Regions from separate parts of the Rattus norvegicus genome. Here region 1 is linked to region 2. A link is a contact called in public Hi-C data. All regions are on one chromosome and are shown on one strand. Each heading gives the region's core, a stretch centred on a gene start, on an enhancer-like site or on the middle of the called end of the contact. The rest is flanking DNA. Distances are from core to core; before and after follow the strand shown.

Region 1 (3,779 bases), core at 481-2,980, 180 kb before region 2:
CTATAGCAGACCATACATCCTACTGCTGCAGCTCCCCAAGAGCTGATTACCGACACACCAGCCTTTAGACAACAGAAGTGGCTTGGTATCAATCCATCCTCAGCCTCCCTTCAGGCGAGATGACTCCACTTCTGAATTCCCTCGCATGGCTGAATGGAATGCACAGCAGAGTCAAACTCCTGTGCTCCCTAAGGTCTCCAGTCCTATCATCCTCATGCTCCCTTTGTCCTGTGTCCAGCACCAACAGCAGGTGCCAGGATGAATGCAGAAGTGTCCCACCCTGGGACACCTTGACTCCCAGCACTGCCATTTTTATGTGAGCAACCATGAACTTTCAATTTCACCTCCGTGACTGGGCAGGATTTCACATGTAAAGTCTAGGATTTACTAAAGCACAATGCTTGTCCAGTTACGTGTTTCATGATGGATTAAAAATTTAAACCTAAAAAAAAAAGTACAACAGTTGATTGGGAACACATAAAATAATTGTGCAGAAGTGCAAATAAGAGGAAGCAGAAGGAGAAAGCATCCGTAGCCCTCTCCTTCTCACAAAAGGTGCATTAGTTATAAAGTTGCCCAAATCATCAAAGCAAGGAACTCAAGAGCAAAGACATCTGTACAGAAACTAACAAAAATATACAATAGAAAGGTTACTAATGCACCGTTTAGTCACAGACTGTTTTTTTTTAAATATATTCACGGATTACCAGAAAGATCTTGAAAAACCCTATTTTGCTCCATGACCAGCACTTCCTGGCCGCAGATGGATTCTAAGTAACTTTTTGCTTAATGCCCGGGGTTTCAGGTCGGTGGTCCTTTCTCTCTGAGACGTTGCGCTTGACCTTGGCAGTGACTGGAGATGCATCTGGGTTCAGGGAAGGACTTGAGTGTGACTTCTTCAGTCCCACTGGCTCATTTCCCTCGGTACTGAGGAGGTCCTTGCCTCCTTCTTTCAGAATGCTGACATAAATTTCATAACGGGTTTTCTAAAGGCAAAATCAGAGAAGTGTGGTCAGTACAGTTTACAATTGCATGTGTACAGCACACCTAGTATGTTTCTACATACAACATAATGTTTTTGAATATTTGTCTTTATCCCAAGCTGACATTACTCCTGTATTTGTAACTGCAGCTGATGACTGACTCATTCTAGGGTAAGAAATTACCCTAGAATTTTCATTAGCATTTATTCTGGATTCTGAAGAAATGCCAATGTACTAGAGAGAGTCCATGCATCTGAAATGCATATGCCCAAGAGGGTCTGGGCATGAGGAGAATAACTGGATAGTTCTTCCACTCTGAATCCACCTACCAGTCCCCTGTCAGACAGTAATTCATTGTAGAAGCCATTCTGACTTTCCACTGCTTTTCTTCTCAGATCAGACAATTCTCAGGCTCAAGAGTATGAAGAGTGGTTACCAGGAAACAAGATGAGGCTCACAGACCATGGAATTGCTTTCTGGTGCTTTTCTCATTCTACACCATTTCCTTTGTGGCTGGTTGTATAAGGAATGGCATCCGTGTTTCAGAGAGCCCCTTTCTTCCTCTTCCCCATCTCTCTTGTGCTATGACATTTTATTTTCTAATCACTGAAAACACTGCAGAGGCCTTTGTTTTATCCTAGCCCCAAGAGTGCTGTTTCCATCCAAGTAACTTGTCTAGGACTGTTGAATGCACATCCTGAAAATTACAGAGTCCTGATCTGATACATTCTAGTCAAAATGTGCTTTTCTGCACTCTGCTTCCACACGTGAGGACTCTGGATAAGCGCTACAGTGTTTTATTTGTAAAAAAGAGCACACCACACATCAGGCTTTCCAAACAGGAAGGCAAATGCTGTTAAGACTATATATCCTTCAGGATTTTTTTCTAATCAGATTAAGGGTTTGTATACATCTGCTTCAAGGGCTGCATTTCCAGATCATTTTGCTCAAAGAGAGAAACCTGTTAGCTGGTCAGCCTTTCTGCATCTGAGCACGGCACTGGCTTTGGTGATGACATTCACTGAATGTCCTCATGAATATCCTAACATGAAGTTATTCACACAATCACTACAAAACTTGTAACATTACTATTCCCTTTTCACTTCTAAGGAAAAAAGCCCAGGGAAGCTCAAAGTCAGAAGGCATAGGAAGAAAACTTTGATTTGATTCCAAGCAAGGTTGACAGCAAAATCCACTTTGCAAACAGTTTCTTTCTGGAAACGAACATACGAATGTATGTTGTAGGAAGGACTCACAGACACTGTTGGTTGGCCAATTAAAAGCTATTCTCAATTCCCTCTTTCTTGTCCCTGAGGACTGACACAGAGTAGATGGCAGCTTGCCCAGCCCCTCCAACAACTAGGATGGGCATGTGATACTTCAGAGACAAGTAAACAGAAAAGGGATGCTGGGAGCTCCTGGGAGAGACTCCTAGGACCGGCATTAGAGCAGAATTCAGCAGTTCTATAACTGCACTCTTTGTAAAAAGGTTTACATTAATGACGTATATGCGTGAGCTTCTGTACCCAAGTGCAGCGCCTGCAGAGGCCAGAGGCATGAGATAGTCCTAGAGTTACAGGTGGTTAAAAGCTGCCCGTCATGGGTATTTGAACTTGAATTTTCCAAAGCAATGTGCACTCATAAGCACTGAGTCCTCTCTCTAGCTCCAAAACCTTACTCTTTCTCCCCATTTGATATGATTCCTAAAGCTGTTGCCATGTGATGTGGGGAAGGGTGTATGGAGATGAAAGAAAAACATGCTATACCTGAGGGAAAAATGAAAAGATCCCTCCAAAAGAGGAAAATATCTGATTATTTTCTGGTCCAATGAACTGAATCCAACTCTAACAATCCCCACATCCCAGTTTCATAAAGATAAACCACAACTTTCTTTATGTAGGAACGCACTACCACTGAAAGTATTACCAATTGATAAATATTTCGATTTTCAGAATAAAAGAGAACATGCTCAACATTAGCTCTGAAGGCCACAAGAGAGCTTAGTCAGGGCCCTGCTGATCGAAAGGTCATCAGCATTACATATTAATTACTACATGTGTCCCCAAATCATAAGACCAAGCTACATAAAACCCACTGATAAGCTGGTTCAACAGCCATATTTATTATAAGAATTTATAATCTGTCCTGGTGGCAAAATTAAAATTGTGGAAAGATTACTTTCATTCAGTACATGATCTTGTATATGTGACTTAGAGGCAGTTTAAAGATAGACTCAGGAAGCCACTGAGTCTACAGTGAGACACTACTCCATGAACTGAAACATTCATGCAGTGAAGGGATATGAAAGACAGTGTTATTTATAAGCCATAGAAAGGATGCAAGGAGAGGATAGGACTAGTCCCTATCATTGGCAGCAGACCACTAAGAGTTTACCTGAAAAGTGCAGGAAGGAAAGCATTTTATCATGTGTCTCCCAGCTCCACTACAATGTAGGTATCACAAGTCAATCATATGAGCTAACCAAAACATAAGGAGCACAGCACAGAGGCACGGTCAGGTATGAGTCATCTACTCTGATGAAAAGACAGAGGGAAGGGTGAAGGAGGACCAGAGAAAAGGACTGCTCTACTGTTAGAGGAAGCAAGACAAGGGAATAAAAGCAGGCATATGAACTCACAAATGGCTTGCCTCCTTTCTGATTAAAGAGAACTCTGCACGAAGCTCCTTTCTTCGTTTTTCACTGTGCCCTCTTCACTTCTAACTACTGACCTCCTCTTTGAGAGGTGATTTTCTTCTGTCTTCCTTTCTTGGAAGACGAGATTTTCATAGATTTTC
Region 2 (3,584 bases), core at 357-2,856:
CTGTTTTCTGTTCACATCAGTATCCAATTACTTCTTGCTACCAACATACAATTGACATACACACTTCCTCTACATTAATCCTTTTAACTCTGAGAAACAACTGATTTTCCAGTAGTGGCATGGCAGTGCAACTAACCTCAGCACTTGGTGGAAGAGGATTTCTCAGTCTGAGGTTGGCCTGGGCTACACAGAGTGTAAAGCCAGATTAGCCCGTTTAAAAGTGAGATCCTGCCTTTTAAAAAATCTATTTCTTAAAAATGATTTCAACGTAAAAGTCAAGAACCTGAACACTTCCATTTAGTTTGTCTTAGAAGATGTAATTGGATATGACAGTTATTTATTCAGTGAAACATTGGTTCTGAGATGCACTTAGGCTAATGTCCAGTGTCAACTACTTGTATCCACCTGTAGTTACACAGTGATGTTTGTGATGCAAATGGAAGAGATCAGGGAAGGGCTGGAAGCATAGCTCAATGGTGGCAGAGTGCTTCCTGGCATACTCAGGAGGAGGAATGAAGAGAGAGGGAGGAAGGGAGGATAGAAGAAAGGAAGAAAGGAGGAAGAAAGTAAAAGAGAGAGGGAGGGAAAGATTATTAAAATGGTTACCCTAATAATTATGCTGTCAGATTTTTGAGTCTGTTTCATGCCACGGATGTATATCACAATAACCATAGAACAGTTTTCCTCGGTGAGCTGCCTTTCTGGCAAATACAAATTCCTCAATTGAAATGTGTTCCATTCTTCCTTAATGAATAAACATGTATCACAGTATTTAGCTATGATAGCTCATTTATTCTTGAATTATACACTTTGTAGACCTTTACTCTCAGAGGCCTCCCAGGCCCATTGGGTAAATCCTAAGTTCAAAGCTACAGTGTGCGATTTGTCATGTCTGAGAACCAGCAACACCTAACGTGCAGGGTAGGCTGACAATGTTTTACGAACACTCCAAGCAAACTGACATTCAAACTTTTGTGGAGGTACTGGAAAATGGAACCTTGCAGCGCTTCTTTGTGACCAAATTAAAAATAGAATCTGCCTGAGAATCACTAATATTCCATTGCAGAACACTTAACGATTACTACCACCCCCATCCAGCTTTTCCTTTGGGCAAAAAAAAAATCTGTCTGTACTCTAAGCAGCATCTGGTCTGTCATACTGTTCTAACAGGCTTCTTTTAGGGAGGGCCTTTAAAAAAATAAATAAATAAGTACAACATGATTTGTAGATTTTCAACTACTTCAAGGACTCAGGCTCATTAGCATCACCGTGTTCATTCGAGATCTGAACCATACAGAAGGCATCACATTATCTCATTCGTCCACGATGATTTCAGGCATGAAAGCAGCAGCCTGCTTCCAGACTGCTGGGGAGAGGAGGCGGAAACAGAAACAGACCTCTCATCACACAACCCAGCTTGATTTGCCACACGGAAAAAGGCAGCAAGGGTCTGTACTTTGAGCCATCACTTTTAATGCTCTTCTCTTTAAAAGCTCACTACCACAGCTTTTCTTTTCAAAGGCTCTCCTCCTTATACTAGCACAAGCTTCCAAAGCCCTTTCCTCCATAGATACTGTTGCTACCAGGTTTGCATGACCTTCTCTTAGAGCGCTCACCTACTCCAGGCAGCACTTGATGCTCTTTTTATAGCTACACTTAAATACCACCCATAAGTTCCTATTTTCAACTGCATACTCCGGATATAACTCAGATCAAGCATTTTTTGAGAATTCGCTTCTGGCTTTTCATTTATAAAAAGTTTAGACCTGTTTCAGACTGAGGCCCCCTTCTTCCTCTCCTTCAGTCTTCTGGGCATGATCCTTTGAAACTGCTGCTATAAAAAGAGCAACTTTCTTAGATTTAGCTCTGAACATTTACTGGCATTATTATTTGTGCATACTTTGTCTAAACCAGTAGCATGAAAGGAAGACAAATTCAAGAGCTATGGTTTGAGTTTACAAGAACAAAACCAGTGTTAAGAACACTCCCATCACTGACACTGAATGAATCCCTCAAGATTTTCCAACTTAAATTTCTGCCAAGCCACATTCTGCTATAAAAGTATCAGGTGAAGAAGTTTGAACACAACAAGGAAACTGAGTTTACACTTTTGGTACAGGAATTAAAGAGCAAGGAAGAGGCTGGGCAGTAGATACTTACATGTTTAATGGGCCCACATGAAAAACACAACAGCTATAGCACAGGACGGACGCTTTATTTATTATGGTACAAAGAGGTAAAATGAACATTAAGTCCCCTCCCCAAGATTCTATCACTGGTAACATCATTAGCAACTCTCAAACTCACTTAGGGCCCAGGACTTTCCCACCCTATCAGGAAACCTTGTGCATGACAGACAGACAAACATCGCCTCTTAATCCCTCTGTCCACTCTGAGGGGTGGGTACCATGACCACGTGCTGTGCATGGAAGCTGGACAGTCATATGGCCTGCTCCACGTGCAACACCTTGCTCTCTAGATCCTACATTGCTTATTTCAAACTCCGCCATGAAGCACTCTGATGCATTCTGATGTCACAACATTTCGAAAAAAGAATTCTGTTTTTCCTAATTGTTTCCAACTTCATTTGGTTAAAACACAGTGAGAAAGGCATGAGGGAATCTAAGCAAACAATCCAGTAACAGAAGCCCAAACAAGAGACTCCGAATTATACTTCACGAGCACATCCCTCAACACTGTTGACACTGGTACCCAAGCCAGTGCTGCTCACTGGACAACTGGTCTCAAGCTGTGCTTTTCACTCAGTGCCTCAAGACTTCCCAGCAATATTCTGAAGAATGATAGGTTCTTACTGTGGCCCACCTTCAAATTCTTCAAAAATAATCCCCATTGTATTTTTGTTTTAAATACTGAATTTACTTCTGTATAATTCATAATATCTAAACACATATTTATCATCATAAACCAGTCTACTAAACCTCTATTGTGTTTATATCCTAAGCTAACCATGTTTATTATAAGTTAATGACTTTCACTGTTTTTAATATCTGAGCTATGTTGCATGATATTCAATACTGTCAAAGAATCATAAAAACCGGTAAAATTTCATTAACACAATTTTATTATAATTCTTAAATTAACTGAGTAGAGGAAGATGACTCCCTTTTTTTCTTTTAGTGAATCTGCTCATTATGTTTTCAAGCCTGCAGTTAGGAAAAATAATGGATTACTTGTAAACTTATATCGTCCCATCCAATGTTAACATTTATAAAAGAATAATATAGCATCTCAGGTAACAAGAGCAATAAAATATGGTCTCGTTCATATTTCCCCAGTTATACTTGCACTCGTTCTTTGATTATCATAGAATCAAATGCAAAGGGGTAAGGGCAAACACATAGAGGGTGTGAAGGTAAAGAAAGGGGAAGACCTCACTGTGCTCAGCCTTTTGGTAGGAAGCAGAGGAAGGTAAGGTGACGGTCACTGTCACGGCATGTTTTCAGATTTTTCCCATGCTGAGTGTAGCAGACTAGAGGCCCACATGGAGATTTGGAAGTAAGCTAGGCTGGCTTTGCTCTCGCTCTTTCTAGAAGAATTTCCATAGTTCTTTTTGTTGACTCTAT

The links. A called contact is a pair of places that touch in the nucleus more often than the background predicts.
Region 1: a contact with region 2 is called in a Hi-C map of frontal cortex, with 1.7 times the contacts expected there. The contact joins two enhancer-like sites. A contact is called at or near these places in 2 of 12 Hi-C or Micro-C datasets (Schwann cells and frontal cortex).

What each region holds. Positions count from the first base shown.
Region 1 is chr16:26,791,717-26,795,495 of GRCr8, reverse strand. Psd3 (pleckstrin and Sec7 domain containing 3) reads right to left here. Exons shown (of 16, transcript NM_001419764.1): 16 at 1-986. The coding sequence ends at 771. Among named protein-coding and RNA genes, the nearest start is that of Nat3, 150 kb to the left of the region's middle. Within about 2 kb of position 1,730, at least 20 of the 93 cell types and tissues checked have an H3K27ac peak or open chromatin away from gene starts, as enhancers often do.
Region 2 is chr16:26,615,158-26,618,741 of GRCr8, reverse strand. The region is part of intron 9 of Psd3 (pleckstrin and Sec7 domain containing 3); the gene reads right to left. Among named protein-coding and RNA genes, the nearest start is that of Psd3, 210 kb to the right of the region's middle. Within about 2 kb of position 1,606, at least 24 of the 93 cell types and tissues checked have an H3K27ac peak or open chromatin away from gene starts, as enhancers often do.